Regions from separate parts of the Mus musculus genome. Here region 1 is linked to region 2. The links are chromatin contacts, called in public HiChIP or PLAC-seq maps. All regions are on one chromosome and are shown on one strand. The core of a region is the stretch at or near the end of the contact, and the rest is flanking DNA. Distances in the headings are between cores, read along the strand shown. Region 1 holds the start of Eef2kmt (eukaryotic elongation factor 2 lysine methyltransferase). Region 2 holds the start of Dnaja3 (DnaJ heat shock protein family (Hsp40) member A3).

Region 1 (6,849 bases), core at 3,392-5,891, 570 kb before region 2:
GGCAGAGGCAGGCAGATTTCTGAGTTTCGGGCCAGCCTGGTCTACAGAGTGAGTTCCAGGACAGCCAGGGCTACACAGAGAAACTCTGTCTCGAAATAAAACAAAACAAAACAAACAAAAAATTGCACTGTGAAGAATCTTGGTTCCTCAATAAAACAGTTACTTAAGGAGTGTGCATATCCACCCAGAAGCCCAGCCTACAGAACCTACACAGCAGAATAGTTTCTAAATTCCCATGAGACAAAATAAAGAAAAGTACAGTTGGGCCAACTAGATGGATGGGGGAGTAAAAGTGCTTAGGCTACACGTCTGCTAAGAGTTTGTACCTACAAGACATCCAGGGCTACACAGAGAAACCCTGTCTTGAAAAAAAAAATTTGTACCTAGCACCCATGGTGGAAGGAGAGAATAGACTCCTGAGAGTTGTTCTCTGTCCTCCATTCACCCACACGCATGCGTGTGCACTCACACACACAGACACACACAGACACACTCACACAGCTGTTATAAAAATAAAATTTAAGCCTAGAAAGATAGCTCAGGGGCTGGAGAGGTGGCTCAGAGGTTAAGAGCACTGACTGTTCTTCCGAAGGTCCTGAGTTCAAATCCCAGCAACCACATGGTGGCTCACAACCATCTGTAATGAGATCTTCTGGTGTGTCTGAAGACAGCTACAGTGTACTTACATATAATAAATAAATAAATAAATCTAAAAAAAAAAAAAAAGAAAGATCGCTCAGTAGTAAAGGCACTTGCCCCTAAGCCTGACAACATGAGTTGTGTTTAAGTTTGTCTGTTCTGAGAAAGTTCTGTTAATCTTTAGTGCGCGCTTGCTTGTGTTTATTTACATGTTTTTCTGAACTCAAGCAACCTTGCCTGGATCGCTGCTCTTGTTGTGACAGTCCCATATAAAAGCACACTGACACTGAAGTCAGGCTTTCTCCAGCACCAGGCTGTAGTCTGCCCCATTCCTTCAGCTCCTTAGATCCCAGGGCTAGCAGACAAGATCTGTACAGATTGGCTGAAAAATCCACAGGTAAGCAAGCAAAAGAACAAAGGCTTTTCTTATTTTATTTTATTTTATTTTATTTTATTTATTATATGTAAGTACACTGTAGCTGTCTTCAGACACTCCAGAAGAGGGCATCAGATTTCGTTATGAATGGTTGTGAGCCACCATGTGGTTGCTGGGATTTGAACTCAGGACCTTTGGAAGAGCAGTCAGCACTCTTAACCACTGAGCCATCTCGCCAGCCAAACAAAGCTTTTTATTTCTATATCCTTATATAATCTTCCAGCAGCAGGTATGGCCCAGATAAAGCATGTATCCTCCTGCCTCAAGATCCAAATCAAAGGTGTGTGTCTTTCTACCTCAAAGGTTCAGACTAGAAGTGGACCCATTTCACCCACTTCAAACCAAGCAGGGGTTGATAACATCTGCAGCCACTCCACTTCCAAAATCTATGCTCACTCCCAGGAGCCAGGGGTTAGGAATTCCAGCCTAACTCTGCAGAGAAGACACTTCAATCCTTAATACTGGTCCCATCACGAACACAAATATTCTACAGTCTGGAGCTAACAGTGTAGCTTAATAGGTAGAGTGCTTACCTAGCATGCCTAAAGCCTTGGGTTCAGTCTCCAACACTGCTTCCAAAGAGTATGATGGCCTGTACTTGTAATCCTAGCACTTTGGGAGGTGGGGGCAGGTTATCCTCGGCTACACAGCAAGTTGGAAGGCAGACCTTGTTGGAAGTTGGAAGGCATGAGACCTTGTCTCAAAAGCAACAGAACAAAACCACAAAACCTTCATATAACCTTGGTGTTCCTCTGTGTGTCCCAGTAGTTGGATTATTACACCAGTCTTCTTATATGCATTATACTTGACCCTGCTGAGACTTTAACATAGCACCTGTCTCCAAAGCTGCGGGGCTTCTTGGATGCTGGAAACAGCCTGAGGAAGGTTGAAACTTTATTTAACCTTAAATTCCATTATAGAGTCTGCATTTGGTGCAATTTATATTTGAGCTATAAAATTTTTCTATAAGTTGAAACATGACCTATAAAAGGTCACTGCACCCTGAAGCAACATTCTAGGAAGAAATCAATTGGCCCTTTTTCTTACAGAAACCATTAGCCAGAGAAGAGATAGAGGAAAAAACTTCTTCATGCTGATTGAACTCCCAAACCCAAAGCATAATTTCTAAAAGGCAATGGCTTCATATAGCTAAAATGCATTAGGTTATTATTAGATTACAGGGAGCCTTTAATGTAGCCCCTGCACTACTGCCTCTTACAATGAAGGTGCAGAAACACTCAGATCAGACATCGACATCAGGAATCAGCACTCTTACACCTGAACACATCACGCCTGTGAGGTTCCTGGGTTCTCAAAAGTCCTTCGGTGAATTGGGTTCAGTTGGTAAAGGGCTTGCCTTACAAGTATGAGAAATGGAATTGAATCCATTCATCCAGAGTCATCCACACTTGTAACACCAGTGTTAATTTGTAGGGAGCAGCCAGACTAGCAGTGGGATCCAGGAACAATGCCAGGCCCTGTCTCAAAAAAACTGAGAGGAACAGGAACAGTAATGGAGATGCACTGTGTGCGCGCTCGCTGGCGCATACACACACACACACACACACACACACACACACACACACACACACACACACAGGATCCCTCTGTGACTTGTCCCTCCTACATTCAGATCTAATTAAAATGCATGATTTTTGTTGCACTCCAAGATAAGATGGCTCTGTAGCCCACGTAGGGTCTTTTTTCAAACTGTTCTTGTCTGTGGTATCAAAAGGTTAGACCAGCTTCCACTGGCTAATACTTTAGGATACATCATGTAGTACTACTATGATGCCAACTGCTGCTCTTTTGTTCTGTAGCAGCAGTGATCAATCACTAATATGAGTGATGTACAAGTGTATCTCTCTGGTTCCCATTTCTTGTATCACCAATTGCAGGCAGGGAACTGATCAAAATGGCACAGGCAAGTGAGCGCCCCGGAGGCCACTCTAAGCCAGCCTTCCTCAGTCACCAGGTCCCATGCTCCTTGGGTGAGTGCAGCATGAGGAATATGCAATGTGAGTCACAGTAATAGTCCAGCATGGCGGCACACACCGAGAAGCCTGGGTGCTTTGGAGGCTGAGGCAGGAGCATCACTGCAAGGTTCGGGCCAAGACGGGCTACAAAGAGAATACCAACCTAGCCAGGTCTGCATAGCAAGACACTGTAAAACAAACCAATAATGCTACTTCAATAACTCAGTGGGTATAGGCACTTGCCAAATGGCTTGAGTTCAACCCACATGGTAGAAGGAAAGAACCAACTTCTTCAAGCCATCCTCTGACTTCTATTTATGTGTGGTGGATCACAAACACACACATACACAAATAATCAATGTAAAGAAATTAAAAGGCAAAATCCCACAGAAACAATCATAGTTCATTTTATTTAAATCAAGTCAGCTCAGGGAATAAAAGACCAATCCCATCTTGGTCCCCTATGCTGGCCTGGATTTTTGGAGGGTCACAGACCTGACTGTAATTAATTCCCTTCTGTTGTTCTCCAAAACAAACCTCAGGATTTCTTGTCTAAAGGAGGTAATGGGATACAATCTGTCCCCTTCATCAACATTCTGCAAGTATATTTAACAAGCTAGCTCTAGAAGCTTCCAAATGGAGATTTTGAGACATTTGCTAAACTGAACTGTTACACCTTGAATGACAGTGCACACTTGGAGGACAACAGGGGTGGCTTGCCAGTGTCCTGCCTTTCAACTCTAGGGACTTTGAACAGAATACTCTGCCACCCACTGCAGCTAACTCCCACTCTTAGTTCAGATTCTATTCCTTGCAAGATGAAACAAAACTCCTGCTGGAAGCCTCTGCAATTCTGTGCACTAATTTTCAGAGCAGATACTGTTACTGTTATATGTGTGTGTGTGTGTGAACACATATACACAAATAACGTAAAGAAATTAAAAGATGAAACCCCACAGAAACAATCTCAGTTCATTTTATTTAAATGAACCCAGTTCAGGGAATAAAGACCAACTCCTTGGTCCCCTATGCTGACCTGGCTTCGTGGATGTGTGTGTGTACACGCGCGCACTCGCGCGTGTGCGTGCGCAGGTAGGCTGAAGGATCCCAGGTATCACTTCCTAACACCCAGGTGGGGTTAGACCCCTCCAAAAATCTTCCTCGGCTACTTCGAGGGCAGACCCACCCTAGCCTCGCCCCCGGCTGATCTGAGCTCGCCCCAGACCACCCAAAGACAACCGGCTAAGAGTTGCTCAACCTCAATCTCAGCCCCACCCCCATTCCCGCTCGGGCCCACCTTCCAACCCCCAGTTCCTGCCAAGGACCGCCCTCTGAGCCCCGCCCCCAAGCCAGTCTAGGCTTCGCCTCCAAGTTGCCAGCTCCAGCTCCAGGAACTGTTTAAAACGCTCCCCAGTCAGGCCCAACCCGGCCCGGTCCGCCTCTAACCCTGCCCCACCGTACTCCCCGCCCCGCGGGCACCATCTTGCCCCGCCTCCTGGGCCGGAACATAGACTAGCCCCCGCCCACATCTTACCTCCTAGTTGCCACGCCTCCTCCGTCTCAGGCCTCGCTTCCGCCCGTTTCCAGGCAACCCTGGCCCTGCCCCGCGATGGCGCCTGAGGACCACGAGGGGGCCACGTCTCTGCTGCAGAGTTTCGAGCGCCGCTTCCTGGCGGCTCGCGCGCTGCCCTCCTTTCCCTGGCAGGTGGGCGGCGGGCGTGCGGCGGGTATCAGGGTCGAGCACCACGGGCGGCGGGGCCGGGAGTCTCGGGCCGCCTTTGCTCACCGCTGGACTGGGGGAGGCAGGCGGGCCCTTCCCCGGCAGGGTTTACAGGGTCACGAACCGGGCTGGATTATTTTAGCAACTTTTAAGCCAGTAATCGGTCATCTTGGCGACTGCAAAACAACTTTGAAAAACTAAACGTCTTCAAATGGCAAGAGCCGCGCTCTCCTGAAAAGGAGGCCAGGTCCCCATCCGAAGGGCAGGCTTCAGGCAGAACCGTCTCAGAGGGAGTTCGGACTGAAAATGGTGCTTCCCTGTGGCCTGGGGACCTGCAGCTCGGACGCGAGGATCCTTTAGAGCGTGCCTCGCTGTTAACTCTTGTGCGGTGAGCTCACCGGCATGAGTTACTATAGATTTGTATTCCTCCAGAGTCTACCCGGTTTCGTTGGGTGGTTTGGGTAGTTGTATTATTTCATCGACATAAAATATCTCTGGTCTTAACGCAAAACGAAACCCGAATAACATATAAGTCCTTATTCAATGTCAACTGTAATAATAGTTCATGTGCTGTGCTAAGTACTTGCTCAGGGTCACCCACAGTGCACAGCACTGGCGTCTGTGGTCACTCCATTTGACCAGGAGTTTAAGAAGGAAAGAATCAGAGCTCTGGCCGGGGAGGCCAGCTTCCTGCTTATAGTTCTAATTCAACCCCCTGTGTGCTGTGGGACTTTACAAGAGGCTACATCTCTGTGCCATCATTTCTAATTAATACAGTAAAGGATACAATGATAGCAGCCTCTTGCTACTAAACAGCTGGACTTCTTTTCCTTTGCCCAGCTAGAAATCATAGATAGACAAAAAGTTCTGGGAGTGCTGATCTCTGCTGACTGTGTTTTTCTGTGCCGGCTGTAGGCAGACAAGACCAGTAATTGCAGGTTTCTTGAGTGTAGGGCCCTTGGCCCTCCGGGAGTTCTTAGGACATTTTTGGCTGCGAGCTTCCCAGCAGGCCAAGGTATTGGATTTCTTCAGCCCTTGGCAGCAGCCCTTAGAAACATACAGCTCTTGTGCAGGTCTTGGAAGTGCGGATTCATTAGCTCTTGACCATGGCCAGCCTGTCTGCTTTTACAATTCTGCCGTCCACTGTTGAGCCTTGACTGGGTCTGCTTTCTCCTTGTTACCCCCGCAGCCCGCACTACTAAAGTAGGCAAGAGACTCTTCCCAGGAGGTAGCGCGGGAGGGTTCCTTACAGTCTACTCCCTCTTTGACCACAGCAGCAGGCTGTGTAGGTGTCTGAACCAATCACGGCTTTGCCTCTTGTTCCATCCCAGCCATCCTTCCGCTACGCCACTAGGGGGCGTGCTCCCCTCTGTCCCACAGGAAATGAGTGCAGAGCAATACACTGTACACCCAGGTTTGTAACAGCAAAAAGTTTCAAACAGCCCCGGCTGAGCCCGCAGCTTCAGCAGTCATGACAATCAGGTCTGGTTGTCTAAGGGTGTTTATGGAGTGTTCAGGCAGCCAAGGCTGGTATAAGCTGTCAGACTGACAATCCTTTTGCTGAAGGCAACCAAGGTAGAAAGGGAGAGTCCCACAGCTCCAAATTAGGGAGTCATACTGCCCCATCCCCCAAACTGTAGCTTATGTATAGGAGAATGAACATAAGAGCGCTTCTACCAAGAACCTAAAGACTATCATGAACACGAATTGTGGACTTAACCGCCTGATTACTGTTGCTCCTGTATACTGTTGGCAGCCCCTCCTGTATCTCACTTTGTGGGAGTACGTGGGTACAAACCCTGACTTCCACCTGACTGTGGAAGTGCACTGAGTGCCTCCTAGCAGTTACTGGGTCAGTAAGTATTTACTGAATGCCGTCCATGAGCTGCACACCAGGGCACATCATAACACATGAGAAGCCAGCCCTAAAACAGTAAGGAACCAGAAGACACCAGGCAAAACCATGTGTGGCAGCTCATGCCTATAACCACAGCTTGGGGTCCTAAAGCAGGAGAGTCTGTGGATTAGAGGCCAGCCCCAGCTACAAGATGAGACCCTGTCTCAGACGGATGAAAAAA
Region 2 (6,607 bases), core at 589-3,088:
TTCTGGTTAGGAGATTTCTTTTTTATGATTTCTTTTTAGTTCATATGTTTCGGTATTTTGACTGAATGTATGTCTGTGAAGAGGTGTCAGATCCCCTGGAACTACAGCCACAGTCAGCTGAGAGCTACCATATGAGTGCTGGGAATTGAAATTGAACCTGGGTCCTCTAGAAAAGCCGTCAGCGTTCTGAACAGCTGAGCCATCTCTCCAGCCCCTGTTTGGGACTTGAGGAATGATCACAGACTAAAGTTTGGGGCCAAACTGATGACCTTAGATGTGGTGTCAGGATACACCACTACAGGATGCCATGTCCACACATATTGTCACTTGAGATAAAATATGCCCACTGTAGCCTATGGGCTGACTTGAGGAAAGCCAACTGCAGTTCTTCAGTTATGCTTTCATACAGAAGTAATACTTAGTGCCTGTGTACATGCGCCTCCATATCTCTCTCACACAAGGATACATAATTTAAAAGCCACTCTAAGGCATGCATGAAGCCTTATGCTTGATCCCTAGAACTACCCAAAATAAAGTTCAGTGCTTGCTTCCTTCATTCTCACTGAAAATTAAGTGATAACACAGTATAAGGAACTATGATGACAGAAAGATGGCTCAGCAATTAAAAGCACATACTGCTCTTGTAGAGGACACAAGTTCAGTTCCTAGTCCCTAAGTCTAGCAGCTCATAATTACAGGGGATCAGATGCCTCTGGCCCCTTTGGGCACCTGTACTTAAGAGCACATACCCACACACAGACACACAGAACTCAAAATAACTTACAAAAATATTTTTTAAAGAGACAGACAAGATCGTGGCTAAAACACTTCAAGGCTTAATGCACACTAATTTGGCATCCCCTCCAGCTATAAGGAAGGTAGGTACCATACCAAGTCTACCAGTTTTTAGCTTTGTGACTTTTTCAAGTTTTTTAACATCTAAACCTGTTTCTCCATAAAATGGAATGGTTAACAATGCCTGTCACATTGAAACATTCTCCAAGGAGTGAAATCATACTTCCTACACAATGTTTAATAAATGTTAGACTCCATTATTACATTCACTGACTTAAGGATTCTAAAAGACTGATAAATGCCCTTCTATTACACCACGTGATATTTAGGATGAACGCTATGAAATGACAATTCATCACACTCTCTAACCTTAATGAGGGCAAGCACCTGCATCTCCCTTGATTTATGGGTGCCTAGCACTCACTAAATGGCAGTTACATCTTCCACTACAAGCTAGAGCGTGAAGAAAAAGAGAAGGGCTATGACAAGGGGGCAGCAGCCTGGACAGAGAGGTGAACTGTTGACAGAGGTGAAGGTTCATGGCGTTCGGAGCGTTTCAACACCTCCGGCTCCACGCAGCTCTTTCCCCTCGACGGCTTCTGGGTAGCCAGCACCTTGGCCTCTCTGCCTCCTGCTTGCCTGTGTCCCCAGAAATTCCTCTCTTGGGCCGGAAGACATCTCCATCCCGCTACCCTGGTCATCAGATGGAGCCGAATCGCCCTTTCTAATCCCAGGAGCCTCTACTCCAGAGCTGGAAGCCTCCCTCACCTGTGAGGCGGACACCGGGTCTCAATGTCAGCAGCGCCCGGGGGCCGTGAGCGCCCATGGAAAGCCCGAAGGCAGAGACGCACAGCTTGCGACACAGGGATGTTGCCACTACGCCCCCCTGGGGCTGCTGGACCCCTCTCCCCGCTGCAGCCGGCAGCCGGGGAGTCCCCACTGCCACCCTCAACCAGCGTGGGGAACACCACGCAGCCATTTTGGCCCGGGGACACTGCGCCTGCGCAGACCGTCACTGGCCCGCCTCGCCGGTCGCGTCTTCCGGAGGCGAGGCATCCGTAGCACGCAGAGCGTAAGCATTGCGCACGCGCCTCGGTCTCCGAACGGTAGAACCTAGGCCAACGTGTACAAGTGCTAGACTATGAGGATGTCAGTTTGTAACTTTTCCCTGTATTGGAATTTTGTGAGGTAGGAACGAATGCTGCACTTTACTTGTGAATGTTGTCGCTGAGTGCAGCAACCATAATCTAGCGAGCCTTGCCCTGGCAGGAACTACAAACCCCAGCAGACAACGCGGCGTCAGTATCAGATTCCGGTATACCCCGTGTGGATGCCCTCCCTTGACCCTGAAAATTACATCTTATTACATGTTCTCTCAGAAAGGCTCCACCCCGGTTGTTGGCTGCAGTTTTTCCGCGTCTGATTCCTTCCCAGCAGAACTTGAAACACTCAGGTCCGTCTTAAACACGTTAGCCTTCTCCAAACCTGTAGCGAAAATTCAATGAGCATTGTAAATGCCTATTATGTATTGTGCGCCTGCTGTTTGTTATCCATGTTCTAGAAAGAATGTTAGAGGAAACCCGCTCCAGGGGAGCAAACTCGCCTTACAGGGACAGACTTCTTATTAAGTAACAACGGTAAGTGCTATCAAAGGTGCACAGTTACAAGCATACCAGTGTACTCGATCTGTTTCTTATGATAAGTTTCTTACACGCATAAGGCTTGGCAGTGGGGGGTGGGGGTGGGCTGTTAAACTTTCTGAGTCATAATGTCCATAACTGAACTTTGATGAAAAGTGAATCGAGTACAGATGTAGTATTCCAAGTGACGAAAACACCAAAAGCTGCCAGACTAGATTGAGGTAGGATGATCAGGAGTTCAAGATCATTTTCAGCTATAGAGCAAATTCGAGATAGTCTGGGCTACATGAGACCCCCATCTTCGAGTTAGGCCCGAAGGAAAATCCAACTCCCCAAACTCCAAAAGGCAGTACAAATATCCAGAAATAAGACTCAACCTGGAGTACAGGATTTCTAGTGGTTAGATAAAAACCAGCAAGTCAGGCAATGGTTTCTCACAACTTTAATCCCAACACATGGGAGGTAGAGATAGGCAGATCTCTAAGATTGAGGCCAGCCTGGACTACAGAGCAAGTTCCAGGATAGTTGGGGCTACCTGGAGAAATCCTGTTTTTGAAAAAAAAAATTGTGAAGCTGGTTCCTATTATCAAAAGGAGTCATTTTCTTTATCCCTGGCTGAAGGGACACGTGGCTATCTGTGGTGACTATTAGCATACCAAAGCACATCAGGCCTTCAGGCTCCCTTGTACCAAAAGTACCTGTTTCAAATTTCAAAGTTCATGCTAGCATCCTAGCTCTTCTCACTTCTTCCCCAACTTCAAACTCTGCAGCTCATGGGTCCCACTTCCCCAAGCTTATAACCCTTCGATTCTCTTTCTTTCTCTTTCTCTTTCTCCCTCTCCCTCTCCCTCTCTCTCTCCTCAAATTACCAGGTCTAGCATACTATGGAACAGTCATGTCATCAGTTTATTACAAAAATTTTTTAAAAAAGCTATAAAAGCTGGTGTCTAAATGTGTAGAAGTATATGCTTAAACCTTAAATTTAGTATACATAACTGAAAATGAAGCCAGAAAGCTAGACTGGGGCTGGTTAGTTAGGAAAGTTACATTTTTCACCACCCTCCCAAATAAAAGGAAGAGAATCTGAGGGCTTATGAATGGGTTTAGGATGATCAGTCTACATTGACACCACACACACACACACATACACGTGCACAAGAGAGAGCACACTGGCACTTTCTACCCCCCAGTTTTGTACACAAAATGTGTGTGCATGTTACCCTGGATAGATATCCATAACCTTCACCAACCAAATTCTCAGTGGATTCTGAGACTCTTAAGGTCAAAAACTACCAATCAAGCAGAAAGTAGTTATGAAGCTAGTGTAAAGTGCAAGGGCAGCTGGAGAGCTTGTGCATGGGTGTCAGTGATGGGAACAAAGAGCATTTCAGTGAAACAAGGAGGAAGGCAAGGCGCAGGGAATGAGAGGGGACAGTTCTGTAATGCATCCAGCAGCAAATGCATTCAAATATCTCCAGCACAATGACTAAGACTATGAACTGAAAAACAAAAACAAAAAAACAAAAAACAACAGCAACAACAAAAAGTTGGAGCTCCTACTGCTCAAATCTCAGGCTCTGTTGTACACGCTATAGCAATGTCATTAATCTTATAGTGCCCAGGCTAGTCTCAAACTTGTGGGCTCAAGCCAGCCTCCCACTCACTCTTGAAAATTTCTAAGAATACAGATAGGCACCACTGAGCCCTGCAAGAATCATTTTTATTGGAGCTAGAGAGAAGGATCAGCAGGTAAGAGCTCTTGCTGTGCTTCCAGAGAACCTACCTTTGATAGTCTACCATAAGGAAACTTTGTCATAAGTTTCTGCTGTTACTAGGAAACTTTCTAATGCCAAGACTGATTACATATTCTCTTATGTTCTGTGTCCCTGGAAATCAATCACTATAGAAGTCGGTAGAACTGTTTTGTATAGTTACCCACAATAAGCTTGGACCTGAACCAACCACCCAGCAGCACTTCCTGCACCTGCGTATGAGCTTTTATGGTATAAGCTGCCCCTGAGATGGACTCCAACATAAGAGAGCACCTGCACCAATATAAGAAACTATTTGGAGTAAGACTTCCATTTAGAGTAGGAGTCTAGTAAAGTTTAAGTTCCCAAGACCTCCTTAGGAACTGACATCCTACTTGGCAGAAAAAGACATCCTGGTTAGCAAGTAAAGACATGAATGTTAGACAAAGCCCATCCTGGTTGACAAGTTAGGACATGAATATTATTAGACAAGGCAAGTCCCCTGCCTGCCACAGTTGACTACCCCAACCAATGGGAGCAGGATAAGTGTACAACAAAGACATGTTCCTAAGGAAATCTTCCTGTCTTTAAATCCCGATTGATGAAATAACTTGGCACAAATGTTTGTAGATCTTGGGCTTAAAAGCCCTGTAGGATCTTAGTTCAGGGTAGTGGCTCAGTTCTGAAATCCTGACCATGGCCCTGGTCGACCAATCCTGGAGCATATGATCAATAAACCATCCTGGTCTGACCGAGATCAATGTCTGTGTGATTTGTGAGGCAATTCCTGGACCCCAACATTGTGTGCACACAGATGAGTAGGCAGGGATAGACAGGTGAACAAAAGTAAATGTCCCAGCAGTCAAGAGTACTTGTTTCTCCTTATTTTCGAAGAAGACCCAAGTCTGATTCCCAGCACCCATGTGGCAGTTTAAGACACTTCACAAGGCCAGGGGATCCAACAAGTCTAACCAAGAGCAAGCATAATTACCCACTGAGCCATTTTCCCAACCCTGCCTTCTTTCTCCCTTTTCTTTTCTTTTCTTTCTTTTTTCTTTTTCTTTTTTTTCTTTTTGGGCAGGTTCTCACTATATAGTCCCGAACTATGTAAACCAAGCTGACCTTGAACTTCTGATCTTCCTCCTGAATGCTGGGACTATAGGACTATGTCACTGTGCTGGGGATGGCACCCAGGGCTTCATACATGCCTGGCAAACACTCTACCAACTGAGCTACAATCCACAGCTAAAATCATTTTTAAGGGAAAATTGATGCTCACAGATATTGAGAATAAAGCTATATATCACTTGGTCATTATCATCATACACTCTAGTATGAAAAAAATTGCATTATAAAATGTGTATTTTTGGCTGGGCAGTGATGGTGCACATCTTTAGTCCCAGGACTTGGGAGGAAGAGGCAGGGGGATTTCTGAGTTTGAGGCCAGCCTGGTCTACAGAGTGAATTCTAGGACAGCCAGGACTACACAGAGAAACCCTGTCTCAAAATAAATAAATAAATAAATAAACAAAAATAAAATAAAATAAAAATAAAACTCAAAACAAAGGGGTAGAAAGGGAGGGAAGGGGAGACAAGAGGTGGGAGGGAGGGAGGGAGAGAGAGAGAGATTGAGAGAGAGAAAGATTGAGTCTCAGTGGTTCTTATCTTTTATGGGTCGCGGGGATTATTCCCAGTTTTAGTCTAGTTAATTCTGTCCTGCTATTTCTCAGGTCATTGTAAAACCTCAGGGACCAGTATTGCAAGTCTAATCCTGCAGCAATTGAAGTGTGGTTCCTTCGGTAGGACAGCTGCGGCTCACATGACCTCCGACCAGTGCAGTAGTCCCCCAGGCATCAGGGCGTGACTTCTCAGGTCGTCCTGGCCTCTGAAGAAGGCGGGGCTGAAGGCCGTCGCGCTGAAGAAGGGTGACGTGGGGGCGTGCCTAGGCAGGCCGCAGGAGCTTCCGATTGGTTGTCATCAATAAGGGCGTGGCACCAGGCTGCAGGCTGCTGAGGCGGCAGGCTGCAAGAGTCCAGGGCGGCTTCTCTTCATTCACCTAGTACCTGACGACCCTCGTTCTCCAGCCTGAGCTTGCTCTGTCCCAGCTGCCATGAGTCGCTTCAAGGTGTCCAAGTTTCGGCATATGGAGGCCCGGCCGTCCCGCCGAGAGGTGAGCCCGGCCAGTGGACCCCACTCCCTGGCTTCTGGTCCCGGAGGACTGCCATTCCCAGTGCCTGCCTGTGCAGTGCACACTCTGGGTTGTGAAGACCCTCACCCCACCTCGCCCCATCTGTCCACCCGGAACTTCTCCCTTTAGATGAACCCTAGAGTTCAGGCCGCCCCTTCACTGCTCAGAGGACAGAGTCCGGAGGTCTGATGACGCGCCCTAGTAGTTGGGTGATCCCGGAGGTCGGCCTGGCC

The links. HiChIP or PLAC-seq counts read pairs in DNA pulled down with a chosen protein or histone mark.
Region 1: a contact with region 2 is called in an H3K27ac HiChIP or PLAC-seq map of extraembryonic endoderm stem cells, with 4 times the contacts expected there. The contact joins the promoter of Eef2kmt here to the promoter of Dnaja3 in region 2. A contact is called at or near these places in 1 of 39 promoter capture datasets (embryonic stem cells), 4 of 484 Hi-C or Micro-C datasets (CD8 T cells, embryonic stem cells, natural killer cells and 1 more), 3 of 115 datasets of contacts at active chromatin or transcription factors (extraembryonic endoderm stem cells, pancreatic cancer cells and trophoblast stem cells) and 1 of 9 other capture datasets (liver).

Annotation. Positions count from the first base shown.
Region 1 is chr16:5,253,748-5,260,596 of GRCm38.p6, reverse strand. It overlaps Eef2kmt (eukaryotic elongation factor 2 lysine methyltransferase), which reads left to right and starts at 4,641. Exons shown (of 8, transcript NM_027446.2): 1 at 4,641-4,756. The coding sequence starts at 4,661. Gm15983 (a long non-coding RNA gene) reads right to left here and starts at 4,634. Exons shown (of 3, transcript XR_003951974.1): 1 at 4,586-4,634.
Region 2 is chr16:4,679,301-4,685,907 of GRCm38.p6, reverse strand. It overlaps Dnaja3 (DnaJ heat shock protein family (Hsp40) member A3), which reads right to left and starts at 1,838. Exons shown (of 11, transcript NM_001135112.1): 1 at 1,564-1,838. The coding sequence starts at 1,774. It overlaps Coro7 (coronin 7), which reads left to right and starts at 6,188. Exons shown (of 28, transcript NM_030205.4): 1 at 6,188-6,356. The coding sequence starts at 6,297.